Regions from separate parts of the Mus musculus genome. Here region 1 is linked to region 2. A link is a contact called in public Hi-C data. All regions are on one chromosome and are shown on one strand. The core of a region is the stretch at or near the end of the contact, and the rest is flanking DNA. Distances in the headings are between cores, read along the strand shown. Region 1 overlaps Helq (helicase, POLQ-like). Region 2 overlaps Hpse (heparanase).

Region 1 (4,194 bases), core at 768-3,267, 78 kb before region 2:
CCCAACACTTGGGAGGCAGAGGCAGGCAGATTTCTGAGCTTGAGGCCAGCCTGGTCTACAGAGTTGAGTTCCAGGACAGCCAGGGCTACACAGAAAAACCCTGTCACACCAAGGAAAAAAAGAGATTTTTTTTTAAGAGTTATTGATTAATCTCTTTTAGACTTATTTTTAAGTTAAATTGTGTCCTTGTGCCCAAAGTACAGTCACAACAACAACAAAAAGTGGTAAAAGCCAGAGTTTGAATTTCGCTGTTTTCTAACTGCAAAACTACAAGCTTGTCATATGGCTTGTCCTCATTAGTATGAACATGGAAGTAAAATGTGAGACATAACTGAAACAGATATCACAAGTTTTAGTACTTTGCAGACGGATGGTAATAATCCTTACAGTGTACCTGACACACTAGAAGTCTAAAGAAGAAAATAAACGCAATGAGGTTGAGGGAGAGACACGGATTAGATACAGAAGAAGGAGATAAGCCACACTAGGTATTTAGAGTAGAAAGCAAGAAAAAAAGCTTAATGTGACATGGGTAACAGTCAGCAGGCTGGACCCTGCAACGCTGAGGAAGAAAACTGAAGAGTTCCAGTTTGGATGGAAACAGTTGCCCCCAAGCCATATGGTATTGGTTGGGGGTAATAGGAGAGCATGGTTAGCCATCAGAGATGTAACAGTCCTCATAGAGACTTTGTAAGAAAGACTTGTGACTTGTTCAGTTTGAGGCCAGGGGCACAGAGGCGAGCATCCCTAGATACCTAAGAGGACAGGAAGAGAAGGAACTCCAGGAAGAGGATGTGGCAGTTACGTCATGGGATTCAGGGAGTTCACGGTCATTTATCACAGCCATGTCTCAGACACCCTGCCAAAACACTTGATGTTTTATCTTCAGTCCTTGAACTGAATGTAATTTCTGTTTTACAAATACTGAAATAGAAGCATAGAGCAGTGGACTGCTCTTGACTGCAGACCTGTACTGCATGCCTGAATCTGCACTTTCTGTCTCCTGTGGTCTCCCTCCATCCACTGTCTAACCTGCCATATTCCCTCCACGGAGTGCTTCACGCAGAATAATTACAGAACGTGAGCGAATCACTCCTTCCACTTAAACTTGGCTGTGGTTTCCTTTTGAAATAAAAATTGAACCCAAGCATTTAGAGGGTGGTGGCACAGGCCTTTAATCCGAGTGTTTGGGAGGTGGAGGCAGCCAGATCTCTGTGAGTTCAAGGCTAGCCTGGTCTATAAAGCAAGTCTAAGACAGCCAGGGCTCTGTTTAAAAAAACTGTTTTGAAAAACCAAAAAACAAACGAAAAACAACCCAAGCCTGTTCCATGATGCCTTTAATACAAGCGCTTGGAAGACTGGAAGGTTTTTGTGATTCCAAGGCAGTTAGGGCTACCTAGTAAGACTGTTGTTTCTTTAAAAAATAGTAATTATTATTATTAATTAATTAAACCCCAAAACTAGGGTATTAATGCACATACCTGTAGTCCCAGCACGTGGGAAATAGAGGCAAACCAGGCTACATGAAACCTGGTCTGAAAGAACCAAAAACCCAGGGGAAAAAAAAAGGCAAAGATTAACCTCAAATTTCTCACCCTGGTGTCCAGGTAGTGTGGCCGCAGCCTGTCTCTCCAGTTTGGCCTCTCGCACTTTATTCCAGAAACCCTGGCTTTTCGTTTTCATTTCTCTAGCGTGAGGTGCACTGGTATCTTAATGGTCCCCACCCAGCCCCATGCTCAGCCAGCCTCACCCTCAGTGTACCCCCCTCCTAGTTGGTCCCCCTCAGCTGCAGCTCCTAGCCTAATTGTAGCTTGCCGAGGCTACATACATTCCCTATGCCTCTGAGGCAGTCTGTTATTTACAGAACTGCCTTCTTTCCCTATAACAGCACCGGTCAGCTTGAGGTCACGGCTTTGTTACTGTTGTTCAGCTACTAAAACACCCCTGCTTTAAGAGCCCCGAAAACTCAGGGCTCACATTCCTATCTGTTGACCTTTGAGTCCCAGTGCCTTACAAGGTGTTTGGCATTCGGTTATCAGTCAATAAATACTTTTAACAAACTTAACTCTGGGCGGGTCCAAGGATAGACAGAAACTGGCCTAGGTTTAAATCACGGCTAAGCTTTCCAGAGAGGAGTGGGAAGATGACTTGAAGACAGGTGGACAGATCGGGTCAGGCATCAGCGCTGTCTGCCGTGGGCCACTTCCGCTGTCAGGAGAGAAGCTTCGAGGACTACACCAGTTACTTCCTATGACTGTTGACATGACCAAGACAACTTTCAGAAGGAAGAGTTCGTTTGGGTACAGTTCCTAGAGGGTTAGGGCCCATCATCTGGCAGAGCACAGGATACAGCTGCTAGCCAACATGACCGCTGGAGCTGGAGGCTGAGAGCTCACATCTCAAACTGCAAGCAAGAAGCAGAGGCTCTGAATGGGAATGGGGTGTGGCATACAAGCCACAAAGCCCACCCAGTGATGTACTTCTCCAGCGAGGCCCCACTCAGGCAGCACGACCATCTAGACACCAAATGCCTGAGACCATGGGGAACTTCTCATTCAAATCCCCATGGAGGCTGGAGTACTTTAATGATCCACAAACTGAACATCAGCTCAAGAATATCTTATAAGTGCCTTTGAGCTTGAGTATTAAGAATGATTGTTAATAAAAGGGAGAAGCAATACAAAAATGACTACTCCATAATACTTTATTGTGGAGCATTATATTGGTTTAATATAAAATGACTACTTAAATATTCCTGTTGAAGTATCATCAGAATTGTAAGAGAGAGCTATTGATCCATCCTTTTTTAATATAACATGCTGATTTGGGGGAAATTGGCTAATAAAAGTGAGTTCTAATCCTGAGGGTTTTACATCTGAATACCAAGTGCAGGGTATTAGGATCACTGCTGTCAGTTGTAAATAACGAACGGGCTGTGGGGAGGACACGCGTAAGGACAGGAAGTGGAGTGGAGCCCAGACAGAAGGCAGAGACTGAGCTGAGCGATCGCTAGCAAACCCTTCTGCCAAACACCTCCTTGCCTGCTGCCGGCACACTGGATTCCCTCGGTTGTGTTTTCCATGTTTCTTTTTTATGTTTAATGTGGTTTTTAGAGCTAAAGCCTCCATGAGTATGTAGAAGTGGGTGGAGAGGATTCCAGAAGAAGTCTGAATGGAACTGGGGGGACTCTGCTGGAGAGGTTGAACAGAGAATAATGTAAAATAATGTAAAAACCAAACAGCATTTTGGGGAGGGAGGATGCTCCCCACTTTCAGTTCCCAGATCCCACATCAGGTGATCTATAACCACCCCTAACTCCAGCTGCAGGGGATCCAACACCTCTGCTGTCCACAAGCACCTGCTCTGGTGTGTGTGCTTCACCACACACAGGCATGCAACTGAAAATAATAAAGAGAAGCCAGGGTGGTGGTGCACATCTTCAGTCCCAGCACTCAGGAGGCAGAGGCAGGTGGATTTCTGTGAGTTCCAGGACGGCCTGGCCTACAAAGAGAGTTCTAGGAAAGCCAGGGCTACACAGAGCTGTCTCAAAACAAAGCAAAACATAATAGCAATAATAATAAAATCTTTTTAAAAATTATTATACTGGAAAATATGTATAAAAATGTGTATGAACATGATAACTGTCTTTTCCTTCAGTCGTTTTTCCTGTTAATTTTTAATACTGTAGATTTTGTGCTAATTTTTTTCTTCAAATACCTTTAAGATATGAACTTGAATAATCTTGTTCCTTAAACTAAGTGATGAACTAAGTCCCAGTGATGTCCTGAATTCTTTCAGATCGCAGCAAGTCTTGGTGACATATATCAGTTTATGAGTGGTACATTTTTTGGTGTTCAGCAAAAGATTTTATTGAAAGAAAAAAGTCTCTGGGAAATAACTGTTGACGCTCTTGAACACCTGACAGAGAAAGGACTTCTACAGAAAGACAGCTGTGGCGACAATGAGGGGTTAGAGTGTCACTTCCGGATTACGAAACTGGGCCAAGCTTCTTTTAAGGGTAAGTTTGCCTAAATCTCAGTATTTTCTAAGGGGATGTATTGGAAATAATAGAAGTTAAGTGATTTTCTTTCTTTAAATTGGATTTGTGATTTCATATTAGAAGCGTTACTCTTACGAGCTATGTCCGCTTTCAGAAGTTGAATAGACTTAGAATTGTAAGCAAGTGCACACTAG
Region 2 (4,351 bases), core at 436-2,935:
GTCCAGGCCTTTCTTTGATTGCTTGTCCAGGTGTGCACTGCTTAGGCATAAGGACTGTCATTCTATTAGGAATAGAATTCCTTTGACTAAACAATATAGAGAAAACTCATGAAGAGCAAGCCCGGAGGCAGTGGTCACGCCAACAATGTAACTAAACGCTGCCTTTGGTGACAATGTAACTAAATGCTGTCTTTTGTCTTTCAGGAAGCTCAGTGGACATGCTCTACAGTTTTGCCAAGTGCTCGGGGTTAGACCTGATCTTTGGTCTAAATGCGTTACTACGAACCCCAGACTTACGGTGGAACAGCTCCAACGCCCAGCTTCTCCTTGACTACTGCTCTTCCAAGGGTTATAACATCTCCTGGGAACTGGGCAATGGTACGTACCCGGGGACAGTTCACTCATAAATACATTCCCTTGATGATTTTTTTCTCTTTTTATATTCTGTCAGTCTCCACCTCATTTTTTTTCCAAGACAGGGTTTCTCTGTGTAGCCTTGGTTGTCCTGGAACTCACTTTGTAGACCAGGCTGGCCTCGAACTCAGAAATCCCCCTGCCTCTGCCTCCCAAGTGCTGGGATTAAAGGAGTTCGTCACCACGCCCGGCTTCCACCTCATTTTTTGAGGCAATGTCTTTTACTGAACTTAGAACTCAATGATTAGCTAGATTCTTTTTGGCCACCGAGCCGAGTCTCTGCTGCTCAGCCATTGCTGGGTTATAGGCGTACTGCTGTGCCAAGCATTTCCTGTGGGTCCTGGGAAGATGAACTCAGGCCTTCTTGCTTCTACAGCAAGCACTTTGTTAACTGAGCCATTACCCTACCCTAAATGCTGGTGGTGTTGCTTACATCGGTCTCTCTTTCTTCCTTTCTTCCTTTCTCTCTTTCTCTCTTTCTTTTTTCTTTCTTCATCTTTCTTTCTTTCTCTCTTTCTTTTTATTCCTTCCTTTTCAAATGTGTATTATTATTATTACTATGAATGTATGTATGTATGTATTTATTTAATTATTACTACATATGTGATAGGGGAAGGTCACATGCCACAGCACACACATGAATAGTTCAGAGGACAGTTTTGGGAAGTTGGTTCTGTCCTTCCAGCTCAATGCCTGTTCTATGGAATGCTTCGTCTGCCAGGCCTTCTCATTAGCACATCTTCATGTTGTTTTGAGATAAGAAAACAGGAACTATCAGCTCCCGGCTTCCCCCCCAGATTCCCATGAGCCTTACAGTCTTTTAAACCTCTTGTGCTTAGCATACTGGACTTGAGGAAACTCACTTTCTCTCTCTCTCTCTCTCTCTCTCTCTCTCTCTCTCTCTCTCTCTCTCTTTCTCTCTTTCTCTTCTTCCTGGGTTGACCACTATAAAGCATACACTCTAAAACAATAAGCAATAGAAATTATTTCTTCCAGGCTGGAGAGATGACTCAGCAGTTAATAGCACTGGCTGCTCTTCCAGAGGTCCTGAGTTCAGTTCCCAGTAAGCACATGGTGGCTCCCAACCATCTGTAATGAGATTTGATGCCTTCTTCTGGTGTGTCTGAAGACAGCAACAGTGTACACATATACATAAAATTAATGAATTAATTAAGAAATAAAAGAAATTATTTCTTCCACAAGTTGCTTTCAGTTATTGCAACAGAAAGTAGCTACTACACTCCCAACCACGTTCCAACTTCCCTTTTATACTGTCTTGAAGTTTTCAGCATAGATTATAGAGAGTTGTGAGCCACCAGGTAGGTCCGGACCATATGGAAGAGCAGCCTGTGCTCTCCACTGTTGAGCTGTCTCTCCAGTCCCAAGGAACTTATAAGTTCCAACCTACATGTTAGTCAGATTTATTCAAAAATATTTGTAGGAAAATTTTCCATCCATCAATCAATAGTGCTAAATGTGAAGGGTCAAATCAAAATGTGTCATTTGATGAGCTCGTGCTGTTTGGGCAGACACTGTCCTACACATAATAGTCTTCTCCCTGCCTACTCTTCTTTCTTGTTTTCTTCTCTCTCTCTCTCTCTCTCTCTCTCTCTCTCTCTCTCTCTCTCTCTCTCTCTTTCTCTCTCTCTGCTTCCCCATGTGTGTGTTTACATGCTAGTGTGTGTTTGCATGTTAGTATGTGCTTATATGCTTGTGTGTGTTTACATGCTTGTATGTGTGTTTACATGCTAGAGTGTATTTACATGCTAGTGTGTGTGTTTACATGCTAGAATGTGTTTACATGCTTCTGTGTGTGTTTACATGCTTCTGTGTGTGTTTACATGCTAGTGTGTGTTTACATGCTTGTGAGTGTGTTTACATGCTAGTGTGCTTTTGCTTGTATGCATGAACATGCAAAAGCTGGAGAACACCCTAAAGTACCATTCCTTGGGTGCCTTCTACCTTTTCGTGTGTGAGCAAGACATGGTCTCTCACTCACCTGGAACTCACCTTGTAGACTAGCGCTGGAGAGCGAGCCACAGAGGTCCTCTTGTCTCTGCCTCTCCAGTGCTGAGTGTCTGGCTTTTTTACATGGAGTCTGGGGGTCAAATTCAGGTCCCCCTGCTTCAAGGCTGGAGTTTTACCACCTGTGCTATGTCCCCAACCCTCGTTTTTCTATTGTTCTTTGTAAGGGAATAAATAAAAATCGGGCTACTAAGGTAACATATAAAGGCAAGCCTATCAGAATTACACCAGATTTTTCACCAGAGACTATGAAAGCCAGAAGAGCCTGGACAGATGTTATACAGACACTAAGAGAACACAAATTCCAGCCCAGGCTACTATACCCAGCCAAACTCTCAATTACCATAGATGGAGAAACCAAAGTATTCCACGACAAAACTAAATTCACCCATTATCTCTCCACGAATCCAGCCCTTCAAAGGATAATAACAGAAAAAAACCAATACAAGGACGAGAACCACGCCCTAGAAAAGCTACTTTCCAGATGCCCGTTGATTTAGCATCTCCTTGATTAACTCGAATTTGCTTACTCCGCCCTCACACCATGATTCAAATGTTTACATTTTCAAGATCTCCTCTTGCCTGGAGTGGTGGGGCACGCCTTTAATCCCAGCATTTGGGAGGTAGAGGCAGGCGGATTTCTGAGTTCGAGGCCAGCCTGGTCTACAGAGTGAGTTCCAGGACAACCAGGGCTACACAGAGAAACCCTGTCTTGAAAAACAAAACAAAACAAACAAACAAAGATCTCCTCTTTAATAACTTTCCTTGGCTTTTAAAAAAGATTTATTTATTTATTTTATGTATATGAGTGCACTATAGCTGTACAGATGGTTGTGAGTCATCATGGGGTTGCTGGGAATTGAACTCAGGACCTCTGTTTGCTTGGGCCTCACTCGCTCCAGCCCAAAGATTTATTTATTATTATATGTAAGTACACTGTAGCTGTCTTCAGACACACCAGAAGAGGGAGTCAGATTTCATTATGGATGGTTGTGAGCCACCATGTGGTTTCTGGGACTTGAACTCAGAACCTTTGGAAGAGCAGTCAGTGCTCTTAACTGCTGAGCCATCTCACCGGCCACTTTCCTTACTTTTGATTCTAGGTTTTGTAATTTGAGAAATGCTTGTTGCTGTATGTTTGTGTTTAAAGAAAGACATTCAGGTAAGAGGTGAGTGTGAGACTTGCTGTCTTTCAGAGCCCAACAGTTTCTGGAAGAAAGCTCACATTCTCATCGATGGGTTGCAGTTAGGAGAAGACTTTGTGGAGTTGCATAAACTTCTACAAAGGTCAGCTTTCCAAAATGCAAAACTCTATGGTCCTGACATCGGTCAGCCTCGAGGGAAGACAGTTAAACTGCTGAGGAGGTAGGAACTGGGAATGTACAACTTTCTCTCTCTCTTTCCTTCTCTCTTCCTTCTTTCCTTCCTTCCTTCCTTCCTTCCTTCCTTCCTTCCTTCCTTCCTTCCTCCCTCCCTCCCTCCCTCCCTCCCTCCCTCCCTCTCTCTCTCTCTTTCTCCTTCCTTCTTTCTTTCTTTCTTTCTTTCTTTCTTTCTTTCTTTCTTTCTTTCTTTCTTTCTCTCTTCTCTCTCTCTCTCTCTCTCTCTCTCTCTCTCTTTCCTTCTCTCTCTTCTCCTCCTCCTTTCTCCTCCTCTTCTCCTCTTCTTCCTCTTCCTCCTCTTCCCCTTCCTCTTTTCCTTCCTCCTCCTCCCCTCCACTTCCTCCTTCTTTCTCTCCTCCTGCTTTCTTGGTTTTTCAAGACAGGGTTTCTCTGTTTAGCATCAGCTGTCCCGGAACAGGTTATATAGACCAGGGTGGCTTAGAACTCAGAGATTTACCTCTACCATCTGGATTCTGGGATTAAAGGTATATGTCACCACCACCTGGAGCCTTCTTACTTTTTTAATGCTTAAA

What was found. A called contact is a pair of places that touch in the nucleus more often than the background predicts.
Region 1: a contact with region 2 is called in a Hi-C map of the HPC-7 cell line, with 2.5 times the contacts expected there. The contact joins two enhancer-like sites. A contact is called at or near these places in 19 of 484 Hi-C or Micro-C datasets (the 3T3-L1 cell line, the AML12 cell line, the C2C12 cell line and 14 more), 2 of 115 datasets of contacts at active chromatin or transcription factors (embryonic stem cells and large pre-B cells) and 4 of 9 other capture datasets (adipose tissue, embryonic stem cells, liver and 1 more).

The regions. Positions count from the first base shown.
Region 1 is chr5:100,773,769-100,777,962 of GRCm38.p6, reverse strand. Helq (helicase, POLQ-like) reads left to right here. Exons shown (of 18, transcript NM_001081107.1): 12 at 3,799-4,018. Among named protein-coding and RNA genes, the nearest start is that of Helq, 23 kb to the left of the region's middle. Within about 2 kb of position 2,017, at least 18 of the 459 cell types and tissues checked have an H3K27ac peak or open chromatin away from gene starts, as enhancers often do. A contact at or near this core is called in the HPC-7 cell line, where this site is marked.
Region 2 is chr5:100,694,940-100,699,290 of GRCm38.p6, reverse strand. It overlaps Hpse (heparanase), which reads left to right. Exons shown (of 12, transcript NM_152803.5): 4 at 205-378; 5 at 3,636-3,804. Among named protein-coding and RNA genes, the nearest start is that of Hpse, 23 kb to the left of the region's middle. Within about 2 kb of position 1,685, at least 7 of the 459 cell types and tissues checked have an H3K27ac peak or open chromatin away from gene starts, as enhancers often do. A contact at or near this core is called in the HPC-7 cell line, where this site is marked.